3 separate regions of the Mus musculus genome follow, and regions 2 and 3 are each linked to region 1. Evidence: chromatin contacts called from public HiChIP or PLAC-seq data. All regions are on one chromosome and are shown on one strand. Each heading gives the region's core, a stretch centred on a gene start, on an enhancer-like site or on the middle of the called end of the contact. The rest is flanking DNA. Distances are from core to core; before and after follow the strand shown. Region 1 holds the start of Mri1 (methylthioribose-1-phosphate isomerase 1). Region 2 overlaps Cacna1a (calcium channel, voltage-dependent, P/Q type, alpha 1A subunit). Region 3 overlaps Cacna1a (calcium channel, voltage-dependent, P/Q type, alpha 1A subunit).

What was found. HiChIP or PLAC-seq counts read pairs in DNA pulled down with a chosen protein or histone mark.
Region 2: an H3K27ac HiChIP or PLAC-seq map of embryonic stem cells shows a contact between it and region 1, with 3 times the contacts expected there. The contact joins the enhancer-like site here to the promoter of Mri1 in region 1. A contact is called at or near these places in 7 of 39 promoter capture datasets (the 3T3-L1 cell line, cranial neural crest, frontonasal cranial neural crest and 4 more), 1 of 15 datasets of contacts at CTCF or cohesin (the NIH/3T3 cell line), 12 of 115 datasets of contacts at active chromatin or transcription factors (bone marrow-derived macrophages, craniofacial prominence, embryonic forebrain and 4 more) and 1 of 9 other capture datasets (pancreatic islet).
Region 3: an H3K4me3 HiChIP or PLAC-seq map of forebrain shows a contact between it and region 1, with 3 times the contacts expected there. The contact joins the enhancer-like site here to the promoter of Mri1 in region 1. A contact is called at or near these places in 6 of 39 promoter capture datasets (the C10 cell line, cranial neural crest, frontonasal cranial neural crest and 2 more), 1 of 484 Hi-C or Micro-C datasets (embryonic stem cells), 17 of 115 datasets of contacts at active chromatin or transcription factors (astrocytes, bone marrow-derived macrophages, differentiating embryonic stem cells and 9 more) and 1 of 9 other capture datasets (pancreatic islet).

Annotation. Positions count from the first base shown.
Region 1 is chr8:84,255,170-84,259,259 of GRCm38.p6, forward strand. It overlaps Mri1 (methylthioribose-1-phosphate isomerase 1), which reads right to left and starts at 2,155. Exons shown (of 5, transcript NM_026423.4): 1 at 1,721-2,155; 2 at 1,075-1,250. The coding sequence starts at 2,091. Ccdc130 (coiled-coil domain containing 130) reads right to left here. Exons shown (of 10, transcript NM_026350.3): 9 at 3,944-4,082; 10 at 2,598-3,757. The coding sequence ends at 3,312.
Region 2 is chr8:84,597,776-84,602,047 of GRCm38.p6, forward strand. Cacna1a (calcium channel, voltage-dependent, P/Q type, alpha 1A subunit) reads left to right here. Exons shown (of 47, transcript NM_007578.3): 32 at 3,614-3,730; 33 at 3,981-4,046; 34 at 4,149-4,264. Among named protein-coding and RNA genes, the nearest start is that of Gm32854, 11 kb to the left of the region's middle. Within about 2 kb of position 2,671, at least 73 of the 459 cell types and tissues checked have an H3K27ac peak or open chromatin away from gene starts, as enhancers often do. A contact at or near this core is called in embryonic forebrain, embryonic stem cells and forebrain, where this site is marked.
Region 3 is chr8:84,632,917-84,636,727 of GRCm38.p6, forward strand. Cacna1a (calcium channel, voltage-dependent, P/Q type, alpha 1A subunit) reads left to right here. Exons shown (of 47, transcript NM_007578.3): 41 at 291-400; 42 at 497-635; 43 at 734-847; 44 at 2,633-2,668; 45 at 3,596-3,782. Gm39212 (a long non-coding RNA gene) reads right to left here. Exons shown (of 3, transcript XR_003947427.1): 2 at 124-3,811. Among named protein-coding and RNA genes, the nearest start is that of Gm39212, 3.8 kb to the right of the region's middle. Within about 2 kb of position 1,980, at least 62 of the 459 cell types and tissues checked have an H3K27ac peak or open chromatin away from gene starts, as enhancers often do. A contact at or near this core is called in differentiating embryonic stem cells, embryonic stem cells and forebrain, where this site is marked.

The DNA.
Region 1 (4,090 bases), core at 905-3,404:
GTGGCCACTTACTCAGGGGGTGTCACTCTCAGCTCCTCTGTCCTCTGGGAGTTGACACTATGCCCCTTCTGTAGGTATGTGGCGCGGGCCAGGCCAGGCAGGTGACCCGGGGAAGTTTGTAGACTCTGATAGCAGAACTACTTCAATCCATGTGCACAGGGAGGGCCAGGGTTCTAATGCATGGGTTGGACTCCTTGATGTAGCCACCCCTGCAGACAACTCCCCAAGGGTTTCTGTACAGGAGCTGCTATACTGGGAGTAGGAAAAACGAACAAACTAATATGCGGGGCTGGAGAGACTGCTCAGTGGCTAGGAGAACTTGCTGCTCTTACAGAGGACCTGGGTTTGGTTCCCAATACCCACATGGTGGCTCATAATCATCTGTAACTCTAGCTTCAGGGGATCCAAAACCATCTTCTGTCCTCTGGGCACAATGTACATGCATGGTACACATATGCACAGCAGGTATACACAAAATATGATTTGAAAAATCAAAACAAAACTAATATTTACACTTCTGTGGTTGAAGTAGTTTCTTCATTTGAGTTTTGGGGACTAAATCCTGGATTTTGTGTATTCTAAGCTAAGTATGTACTCTTTTAAAGTATTTATTTTTATTTTTAAAGATTTATTTATGTATTTTATGCATATGAATACATCACCGTTGCTGTCTTCAGACACACCAGAAGAAGGCATCAGATCCCATTACAGACGGGTTGTGAGCCACCATGTGGTTGCTGGGAATTGAACTCAGGATTTTTGAAAGAGCAGTCAATGCTCTTTACCACTGAGCCATCTCTCCAGCCCTAGTGTTTATTTTTAATTATGTACATGTGTGTCTCTATGCATGTAAGGGCATGTGCTCGTGGAGGCCAGAAGAGGGTGCTGCAGGTAGTTACTGTGGGTGCTGAGAACTTAATAGGTCTTTGCAAGAGGGGTCCATACTTTTAAGCTGCTGAGCCAGCCCTAGCTAAGCAAGTACTCTTGCCACTGAACTACACCCCCAGCTCCAGTTGCTTTGCCTTGCATCCCATAACATGTCCCATGCCCTAACAATTGAAGGTGCCTCCTCACCTAACGCTGTACCATAGCCAGCAGTGGCCAGAGCACCCGTGTTACAGTGGGTCAGCACGGTCACCTTGCCACCCCTGGGGTTGGTCTGCTCTAGGAGATGGCGGGCTCCCAAGTCCCCGATGCTCCGGTTGTCTTTGAGGTCCTTCTCCAACATATCCTCGGCGAAGCGGATCACTCTGGGGACAGAAGAAGCTCTTAGCACTGTTGGAAGGGAGCTGGCTAACTTTGAAGGGGCCGCCCTTTAAAGGTGAGGTGGGGTTCTGAGAGCCTGAGGACACTTCCACTCTGATCACTAATATAAGTGAGCCAGGAGCTGGGGCTGACGCACAGCAGTAAACAGGAGGAAACCCTTTACCTCTGTGATGATGACGTCATGGTGGGAGAGGCAGTTGATGAACAGGAAGGGGCAGAATCAGGGACAAGGTGTTTTTACAGAAGGGGAGGGGAAGGAGCAGGAACCTGGAGATGAAGTTCTAACTCCAGTGCTTTAATGCTCTAGACTCTAGTCTCAGCCACAGGCAGGAGCCGTACCGGTGCAACAGAAAAGCAGTAAGAACCAAGTGGCTGGACCGGAAGTGGGATGGGAAAGAAAATGGTAGAGAGGAAAGCTGGGCAGAGCACACAAGACTGGTCCAGGATCCCGTACCTTTCCCGCACGGTCTCTTCAGTGGCACCCTCTCGTTCCGCCTCCTGGGCTGCCACTTGACCCAGATCGCGGGCGGCGCGGGCCATGTTGACAGCGGTGGGCCGGGCGGCGACTAAGAGGCGCAGCTGGTCTCGCACGAAGGCCACCAGAGCAGCGAGTCCGGGACCGCCGGCGCCGGCCCGCAGCTCCACGGCCAGGCTGAGGCAGCCGACCAGCGCGATGGCCGGGGCTCCGCGCACCTTCATGGCGCGGATGGCTTCACTAGCCTGCTGCACGGAGCTCAGTGCCTCATAGTGGCAGTGCTCTGGCAGCTGCAGCTGGTCGAGGATCTGCAGCGAGCCGGGCGAGTAGCGGATCGCTTCCAGTGTCATGTTGCCTACCCTGCAGGGCCACGAGGAATCCTGCACAGGCTGCGGGGCGGAGTTGCGTCCTGCCGCGTGCGCATGCGCACGCGCTCCTAGGTTATCGGGCGATTAGCGTCTTCCAGAGTGGCTGTAACTTCTCCCAAGGCCGAGTTCTAGCTCCAAGATGCTTGGTGATGGGGCTATTTTTTTGCCGGAAATCGTCCATCCGTTACTGAAGCGATGACTTGGAACTCTCAGCTCTGCCTATCCACGGCTCACAGACACCCAGCGCTTAATCAGCGTGTCAAACGACCTTCCGTGGGACTACTTTTGTCTCCATTTTTTTAAAAAAAAGCAAGCACCATGAGGGACGTTTATTCTCAGGGCCTGAAGAGATTGCTCAATGGTTAGGCGTGCATTCTGCTCTTGTAGAGGACCAAAGGCTTCACGACTGCCGCTAGTTTTAAAGGATTCAAGGCCCTCTTTCAAACCTCAGTGAGACAACATACTCACAACATGCAAACACACAAAAATAAACCTCAGATTTTAATTCCAGCATTCAGGAGGTAGAGATATATTTGTGAATCTGGCTCCACAATAGTTACAGAACGAGTTCCAGGACAGCCAGGGATACATGAGAAACCCTATTTTAAAGCTGGACCACACCTTGTCTCTATTGCTGGGGTGCCAGGATGACGGTTGTCTGCCCACTATGCCTGGCTGGATTAGGGTGTTTTTGAGGTTGTTTCACAAACATCCCTACTGGCTGGCCACTATGAGTGACCCACACCAGCCCATGACATGGAGTTTGGATGTTCTTCCTGCCTGCCGTTAGCTTTATTTCTCTGGCTCCAGCAGCCTGGCCCTCTTTCAACCTTCCTTATGTAGTCCTTGACACCTCATAAGGGGACGTCACCCCAGGCCGTGGCCAATCTTGGTCAGTATCTCAAACCCTTCATCGGGCTTTGTGGGGCCACACTGCCGTCACAACGATGCAGCAGCATCTGCTTAGTTGGCTGGAAGTGAGGGCAGGGCAGCTACTAGATGAGTTTAGAAACAAGGCAGGGACAAAGAACAGCACTTTAATGCTCAGGTATCAGGGTTACATCAAGGCACAGGCATTCTCACCAAAACCAAATAAATAATAATCTGTATAGGAAGGTAGGTCTGTATCTGGGCTGGCAGCAATGTGCCAGTCCCTAAGGTCTGGACGCGTCATGGCTTCTGGTCCTGGAATTCTGACTCCCTTACTCGCTCTCTGAGTCAGAGTAGTCAGCCACCAGGGAGGCATTGGGGGTGTTGGGGTTCAGCAGGTCCTCCTGGGAGGAACCTAGGGGGAAGGCCTGATCACTACAGTTTCTCTTGGATTCTGATGTCTTGCTGGTCCTGGATGCTTCTGCTGCCTCTTCAAGTGTCTTGCTACCCTGGGTGGTTCCTGGTGGCCTTCTTTGTTCTTCTGACAAGGAGTTGTCTGCTGCACACTGAGGACTTTCTGGAACGTCTCGAGACTTTCTCCTCACTATGCCCAGGTCCCCCACCGTGCCTGTGCTGCTGGGGGGTGGTCTGCGGCCCTGGCACAGCTTCTTCAGGACGCTGCTAGCTTTGCTGCTGCTAGCACTGGGTCCCTGGGCTGAGGGGAACCAAGAGCGGTGGATGATCTCTGTCCGCTTCATTCGCTGCTTGTCCTCATAAGCTGTAGGGAAAAGGGAGCATTGGACAAGGGCCAGAAGTTCAGGGGCAGAGTGGGCACAGAGCACACACCCCTAGTCTTGAGCTTTCTTCCCACCAGTTTAAATAACAGGGGCTCTAGGGACCAAGTGCCTCCAAACCCTACAACCTTTGCTTCCCAAGGACCTCCCAGTCGGGAGCTGGCACTCACAGTCCAGGGTGTGCAACCTTAGCAGGGCAGCCAGCCTGCGGTCATCCTCAGACTCTGGCACAAGAGGGATGGCTAGGCTGGCTTTTGCCTGCAGTGCCTGGTCCTTCTCTTCCTCCTCCTGCATGGCTTTCTTCTTCTCCTGTGGGT
Region 2 (4,272 bases), core at 1,421-3,920, 340 kb after region 1:
GGTGGACCCAATTCCCCATCTCACTCACATCCCGTATGCCCTGATCCACCCTAGAACTGACATGGCGGTGTCATAGAGCTGTGATCTCAACATTCAGGAGGTTAAGACTAGCAGATTGCAGTTTGAGCCCAGCCAGGTCTATATAGTAAGATCCAGTCCAGCCAGAACTACAGTAACCGTGACCCAAATAAAGAATGAACAAGCAAAGACATCCAATATTAACCTCCAGATCTCACAAGTACATGCACATGCACACACACACACACACCACATGCACACACGCATTCGAGAGCTCTTTTGTGTACCACACCTATGCCCACTGCATTTCTTGCCCCCCTTCACCAACCTTCAATTGCTGTGACCCTGCCCCCATCTCTGCCCTTCTGCCCCCTCTCCCTGGAGATACTCTGGAGGCCCTCCAGTGGTATGCCCTCAGTAAACATGCATTCATCCACCTGATACCAATGGGTCCCTGTAAGGTGCTACTGATAAAGGGGCAAATAGTAGCCCCCAGTGCTTCCCTGCTTGGCGACCGTTAGTAGGGGGAGGCAGTCTTTGGACCCCAGTTCCACTTGCAACTTTAAGTGCACTGCTGGAAGAACAGCCAACGTTAGCAAGGCACTCCAGGCTCCCAGCCTGTGGCCAGGAAGAGGATGCAGAGGTCAAGGTCTGCAAGTGAGAGGGACTTGGGTACAGTAGGTGTGGGGTTGGGGGGAGCTGGGCAACTGGGCTTCATCCTGAGTAGGAAGAAGACCTGAGAGGATTTGAACCAGGTGCACTTCTGGGACTGATTAGACAAGATTGCTGGAAGCAGGTGCAGGAAGCCCTTATGGGAGGTGATGTGGGGAGGGGAGCAGAGGATGGTAGAGGGGCCTTCTTCAGGGCCTGGGGAAGGGTAGGACTGGGTGTCTCTGGATAGCTAGAGATGGAAGTTAGGAGTGGGAGGAGGTCAGGGGTTATGCGGAGAACACCCCTAGCCAGTTTGAATCTGAGCCACTCCAGCAGAGCTCCAGTTAGGGGCCTGGAGCTTGACAGAAGGGCAGGCAGGGAAGCAGGTCGGCAGGTAGCAAAGACTTGGAATCTGGGGTGAATGGTGCCCCGTGTCTTCTACAAACCCAAAGGACACCTGCCCCTGAGCATGTCACTGGGGAGAGTACAAGGACCAGGATCCCACACACCTGAGCCTGCATCTTCCACTGCTGCTCAGCTTAGCCCTGGAGCACAGGGTAGGGTCTGAGTAGTAAGAGGATGCCTCTTGGGAGTTGTGTGTGCTAGCAGGACTCCATGCAGACTCAGGAAGAGCCGGAAGAGCAGATAGGCCTGAGACCCCTGACTTCTCCGGTCCCCGCCCCTCCTCCCTTATGTGTGTGCGTGCTCAGCAGCTGCTAGATCCCTGCTTCTGCATGTGCCAGTTTGCCCTCGGCCCCACACTGCTCCCAGGAACCCCTGCCTCTGCATGTCTGGCCGAGCCCACATGTTATGATCCACCCCATGGAAGGGATGGCTTGTTCTCCGGGGGGTTGAGGGAGAGGGTGGGGAATACTTCTTGGTTAGTGGTCCCATCCCCAGGAAAGCTTGGTGGCCAGGCAAGACCAGGCATCAGGTCAGCGGGGCACGGTGGGTGACTCTTAGCTAGGTTTGCAGGCTTATGTGAGACTTTTGGAACAGGCTCACAACAGTTGGGCCTAAGAGTGTCCTGATGTAGGAGCCCAAGGCTATTCCCCATCCCAGAAGCCCAAAGGCCAAGTCTTTTGCCCCAGAGGCCTCTTACCAGGCTCCGAAATTCTTCAATATCCAGTCACTGCCTCTCTGCTTCCAAGCCAGAGCTAGCTAGCTCATGGCAAAGACCCAGTAAAAGGATGCCTCTGGGAAGGAGGCTAAATATAGCCAAAGACAAAGCATAGTGATGACCCCCCTTTCATCCCAGCACTTGGAAGTCTGAGGCAGGAGGATCTCAAATTCAAGACCAGACTGAACCATAGCATGACCCCCTTGCAATAAAAAAATAATTCATTATGCAAATAGGGACACTTGAAATTCCGAAGAATGCTCTTGTCAGGGCCGCTTATCCATGCACCTCCAGTCATTAGGCCTCATTCGGTCTTGCCCTATGATGTGTCTCCAGGACTCCTACAGATCTTAAGACTGGGGCACCAGAAAGCTCCCTTCTAGCCAGAGACCCCATTCCCTCCTGCCTCCTGCCTGCTGGTCGTAACCATGTGGTCCCCAGGCAGAAAACTCACAATGCTCTGTGGGCCAATCACCAGAGAGCCCGGGAAACTGGAGAGCATATAGCCAGACTCCAGGGGACAGCTACGAGAGGCCTGGGGGAGCCAAAAATCCAGATCGGTGGGCAACGTCCAAATTTAAAATTAGCAACTTTGTATTTAAAAACAAAACCACTTAGGCCCAACAAATTACTTTCATTGGCTATATTGGGTCATTTGCCACCCATCACCAACCTCCGCTGATGCCCCCCTGGAGAGTCCTGGGCCTTGCCCACAGTTTCCAGCCACTGTCTCTCTTCACTAACAGCCTGGGAGGGAGGCCAGAGGCAGTGACTAGACCTGGGTTTGGAGGACAGGCAGGGCCCACCTAGGGAAGTCCAGGGGCCAAGAATAGCCTCATCTCCCCACCCGCAGCAGCGGCCCCTTGGTAGGCCCTGGGCTGATCAGAGCTCACTCGCCCTGGGAGCTGAGACCTTCCTGCTTCCCGCAGGCCTGGTCCCGAGACACCACCCAGCCCCAGAAGCTGAGAAGCCATCCCTGAGAGGGGGGAAAAGGGCCCCTAATGCATCTTCTCCGACTCAGCGGGCAGCGAGGACTCACCCTGCAGCCGAACAGCCCCAGCTCCCTCCCGTCCTCCCCATTCCCGCTCGCCAAGGGGGTAAGAAAAGATGCCCTTCCGCTTCTCCCCATTGGCTCCAGCCGCTGCTCCTCTGGGCCGTGGGGTGAGGTCAGGGCGGGCAGGAGCGGGTGGGCAGCTCGGCAGGGCAGGGCAGGGCAGGGTGCCCGGTGAGTCCCAGGACAGATGCATTTCTGGCCCCGAGCGTAACATGCCCTCGGAACCGCACTTGCCCCCTAGGCCTGCGTGTGCTGGTGCCCTTCCCCCACCCCGCCCGTGTCTGTGCTTTGTACTCTTGTGCTGGGTTCTGCAACTTGACCCGCTTGTGTCCTATCGTCTCAGTGCATTTGGTTGTTGGGAGAAATAAAAACCATCTCGATTTTTTTCCTGATTGGATGATTCGGATGTATTTTCTTTTCTGTGCTCTTTTGTTATTTCCTCCTGGACCCTGTTCCTTTCTTTTCCTCCCCCTTCCCACACCTTTTCCCCACTTGTGAGTGGGCCTGGCTGGGTGGGCTTAAGCTTTTGAGTTGATATCTCTTCCCTCCCCTAACCCCCTCCTCTCCCTCACTCCTTTTTTATTTATTTATTTTTTGAGTTCCCCTCTGCTCCATTGCATTAACGGTGCTTTCTCTCCTCTCCCTCCTCATTTGGGGTGTGGCTTGCTTTTTTCCTATTGGTTGGCTTCATGTAGGGGCCTCTGTGAGTGTTGAATACTCTAAGCTCCTCAGGGTGGGTGGAAGGTCACCTTTCTTCCTCATCTCCTCAGAATAACTTCATCAACCTGAGCTTTCTCCGCCTCTTCCGTGCTGCCAGACTCATCAAACTCCTCCGCCAGGGTTACACCATCCGCATTCTCCTCTGGACTTTCGTGCAGTCCTTCAAGGTGAGACACAGCCGCCGCTACTGCTGCCGGCCCGTCCCGGGCCAGAACAGACCTCCTAGCTCCGGGTAAAATGGGGAAACCACACTGAAAGTGCTTCTGTAATCGTCTGATGTCTACACCCAGCGTCTACAGAGCTCTGAAGGCCCTGTCCCGAAGCCCTGTAGCCTGGGGCACGTGATCACCTGACCCAGTTCAGAAGGCTCTGGGCAAGTCGCGTGGCGCCCTTTCTCACTGCCTTCCTTCCCTCCAGGCCCTACCTTATGTCTGTCTGCTGATCGCCATGCTCTTCTTCATCTACGCCATCATCGGGATGCAGGTGACCCCGCACCCGTGGGTACCAGGGCTGCGGGAGGGATCCTGCGTCAAAGGGAGCCAGGGTGGCTGTGACTGCCCTCATGGTCACCCTCCAACTCCGCAGGTGTTTGGCAACATCGGCATTGACGGGGAAGACGAGGACAGCGACGAGGATGAATTCCAAATCACGGAGCACAATAACTTCCGGACCTTCTTCCAAGCGCTCATGCTTCTCTTCCGGTGAGGGG
Region 3 (3,811 bases), core at 730-3,229, 380 kb after region 1:
GACCTCTGTGAGTTCCAGGACAGCCTGTTCTACACAGGGAGTTCCAGAGCAGCCAGGACTACATGGAGAGTCCTCAAAAGAACAAACAAAAACTGAGTAAATTAGCAGACAGAGCAGACCCACCTGTGTGTAAGTGAGGGAAGAAGGACTTGTGAGGTTGAGGGTGTGGTAGCATACGTTCCTAAAACAAGGTCCTGGGCTCAGCTCCCAGCACACAGGCTCGGCCTCAGCTTCCAGTGGGTGATCGCTCTGTCCAGCCCTCCGTGCACACTGCTTTCTTATCTTCCTAGAACCGGACACCACTCATGTTCCAGCGCATGGAGCCTCCATCACCAACACAGGAGGGAGGACCCAGCCAGAATGCCCTTCCCTCCACTCAGCTGGACCCAGGAGGAGGCCTGTGAGTATCCAGATGAACAATTGTGGACAGGTGACAGGCCCCAGGTTCCAAAGCCCAGAGGATGCACACCCTTTCTGGCCTCTGGCCTCTGTGCAGGATGGCTCACGAAGGCGGCATGAAGGAGAGCCCGTCCTGGGTGACCCAGCGGGCCCAAGAGATGTTCCAGAAGACTGGCACCTGGAGCCCAGAGCGAGGGCCACCCATCGACATGCCTAACAGCCAGCCCAACTCCCAGGTGCTGCTTCCCCCTACCGCAGGCTGGGTGGTTCAGGCAGAAAGGGTTCTCCCATACAGAGGCTCCAGACTCACCCTACCCCACCCTCTGCCTGACAGTCTGTGGAGATGCGAGAAATGGGTACTGATGGCTACTCAGACAGCGAACACTACCTCCCCATGGAAGGCCAGACCAGGGCCGCCTCCATGCCCCGCCTCCCAGCAGAGAACCAGGTGAGAGCTTGCAGGATTCTGGGCTGCCCCACACAAGTTACTGAGGATCTTATACCTCTCCCTTGGGGACCCCAGCCTGGGTGGGACCATCTGTAGCTTCGTGGGTGGGTTAGGGTGGAGACCACCCTTTCCTGACTCCTTCAGAGCCTGGTCCTCCTAACCGCTCTCTGACAAAAGCCAGAGAGAGATGGAGCACCTTGAGGCACATGGTAGTCAGTGCCAAATGGCTTCTGTCTGCCCTATTTGAGAGCACAAAGGGGCGGAGTGGGCTCGGAAGGGGTGGGTCCAGCTCTGGTGAGAGATGCCTTTGGGAATGCCTGCTTCAGCAGCATGAGGCGTCTCACACACCCAGGAGGCTGAGGAAAGAGGAATTCCAGGGCAGCTTAGGCTATAGACCTGGATCACCTCTCAAACAAGCAACACGACTTACATCTATAATCCTGCCACTTGGAAAGTGGAAACAGGAAGATTGGGAGTTCACAGTCAGACACTGCTCTATAGCTAGTTCGAGGCCAGCCTCTCACTGTGTGAGATCCTGACTCAAAACAAAACTAAAGAATCCTGACTAGTAGCTAGAGAAGTGGCTCACTGGGTAAGAGCATGCGCTGCTCTTGCAGAAGACCTGACTGAATTCCAGCACATGCCGGTTCACAGCCTCCTGTAACCAGAGCTCCAGGGACCCAGTGCCCTCTCCTCGCCTTCTCAAGCACCTACACACAGGTGCACAAACTCACACACATGTACACAAATAATAAACTAATTAAAAAAAAAAAAGAAAACTAGAATCCTAACTCCACAGCTGGAGAGTGGAGCTCATGGTATCCCCCTGCTTAGCATGGGCGGACCTGGTGCACTTCACACACATACCACTTACATGCAATACATACATACATGCACATGCATCCGTGTGTTCCCAGTGTTAACAGGCATGTCCGTGTGCACGCACATGGCCTGCTGCCTTCAGGAATAGAGCATGTCTGAAGAATCACAAAGCAGAGTCTGGGTGTTCCTGGGATGGCTGTCACATGTCTGGGAGGGTTGGGGGGTTGGGTGTGTACATGGTATGTGTGTCTCAGTGTGGCTGCTTCTCTTAGCTACTCCAGCCCCTTATAGGGAAGGCAAGATCCCCATGGGGACAGAGAAACAAGCATGCCTGGCTACTGCGCAATCGCAATGCAATCGGGAATGGGGATAAAGCCCAGGCTGCTACTGAGGACAAGAAGAAAGGGCAGGAGGAGGGGGGCAGCGGGAGGGGGCAGGCATGTCTGGCTGGGGCAGCTTGCCCTGCATTATGTAGCAGATTCGCTGTGTCTGGCTGGGTCATCATGGCCCAAGGGCCTGGCCTCTGGCTGTTGTGACCTTGGGGTGCATGTAGCTGCCCCATCCCTTCTGTCAGGCCTGGCCTGCTGGTCCCAAAACAGAGATGAGCCAAGCTGGGCTGAAGGCCACCTGGAAGCTTTGAGCTGAAGCTGGGGCGAGGCGGGGGAGGGGTGCTGGGCCGCAGTGCATCGCATGAAATGGGCCAGGAGCCTGTGGCCTTGCTGTCCCATCTGTCAGTCTCGTGTCTCTGCCATCTGTCTGTCTCCTGTCTCTTCTGTGCCTGTTGTGGGGGACAGCCAGCGGGGTCCTGGAGCACCCCCTCATCCGACACCACTGACACCGAGTTTTAACCTCTCTACCCTCCACCTCCTGCATGGACCACCCACTCACCATCCTTTCTGCCTTTTATATTTATTTCCTTCTTTCTGTTTTTTCTGTGTGCGCCATCCTGTGGGGCTGGGACAGAGGAGAAGGGGCCGGCCACGTGGAAATGACCTCAGTGTATGTACCGCGCCCGGCCAGCTCGGCTCCAGCCCCTCTCCCTCCCTGCCCTGTCTGTGACAGCTCCCACCATCTCCCACTACCCTCCACCCTACCCTTTCGTTCCAGATCCCACCCTAGCCCCACCTTGTGTGTTGGAGGAGCCCCTTCCTTGTGTGTTGTGTCCTGTGTGTGCAAGGGGCCACACGGCACCCCACATCGTCTTCAGAGCCTCCAAGAGGCCGACCTGCCCACCCTGCCCATTTCTTGCGGGTCTGTTCCTCCAGTTCAACCAGTGACCACTGGCCTACTGCCTCAGGTCCCTTAGCTCCTGCCTTGGGCTGGGTCCTGCACATCAGAGTTGGAGCAGGCCTGGTCCAGTTGGCCCTGTCTTCCTTCTTCTGCCTGCTACAGAGAGACCTGAAGACTGTCCATGGCAGAGCAAGAGCAAGGATTCTGGGACAGTAAATGCAGACTCAGAATGGTCTCCAGCACCTCCACTGCTAGGGCAGGCCAAGCTGGGCCTGAGGGATAGGGACCAGAGGTGGGGATGGGCGTGAGGGGCAAGAGAGTTGGGCCAAGGAGAAGCAGGGCTCCCAGGTCTGCACTCTGCAAACTGAGTATGCTTCTTGTCAGTCAGCCAGCCTGAACACCAGGGCCTCCTGGAGAGCAGGGCGAGGGGTTAGCCAGGGCCTTCTGGCCAAAGTCCAGCACATACCCTAAGAAGCCACAACATTCCTGTCACTGGACTCAAGTATCCGTAGGGCTCCACCCCTGCAGCCAGCAAGCCAGACACTCAAACCCACCACTGCACCTCTGGACATAATCCCTGGATGCTCACACACTCTGATTCTGTCACCAGTCAGCCAGGTGGGCTGCAGGGCTGGAAGGAGCAGGCCATGAAAATGCTGGCCATTAACTCTGCCCACGCCTGTGCCCCTCCCCCAGACCATCTCTGATACCAGCCCCATGAAGCGCTCAGCCTCTGTGCTGGGACCCAAAGCCCGGCGACTGGATGACTACTCACTAGAGCGGGTACCGCCTGAGGAGAACCAACGGTACCACCAACGTCGCCGGGACCGTGGCCACCGCACCTCTGAGCGCTCTCTGGGCCGATACACTGATGTGGACACAGGTAGGCTACCACAGGACCCAGAACAGATC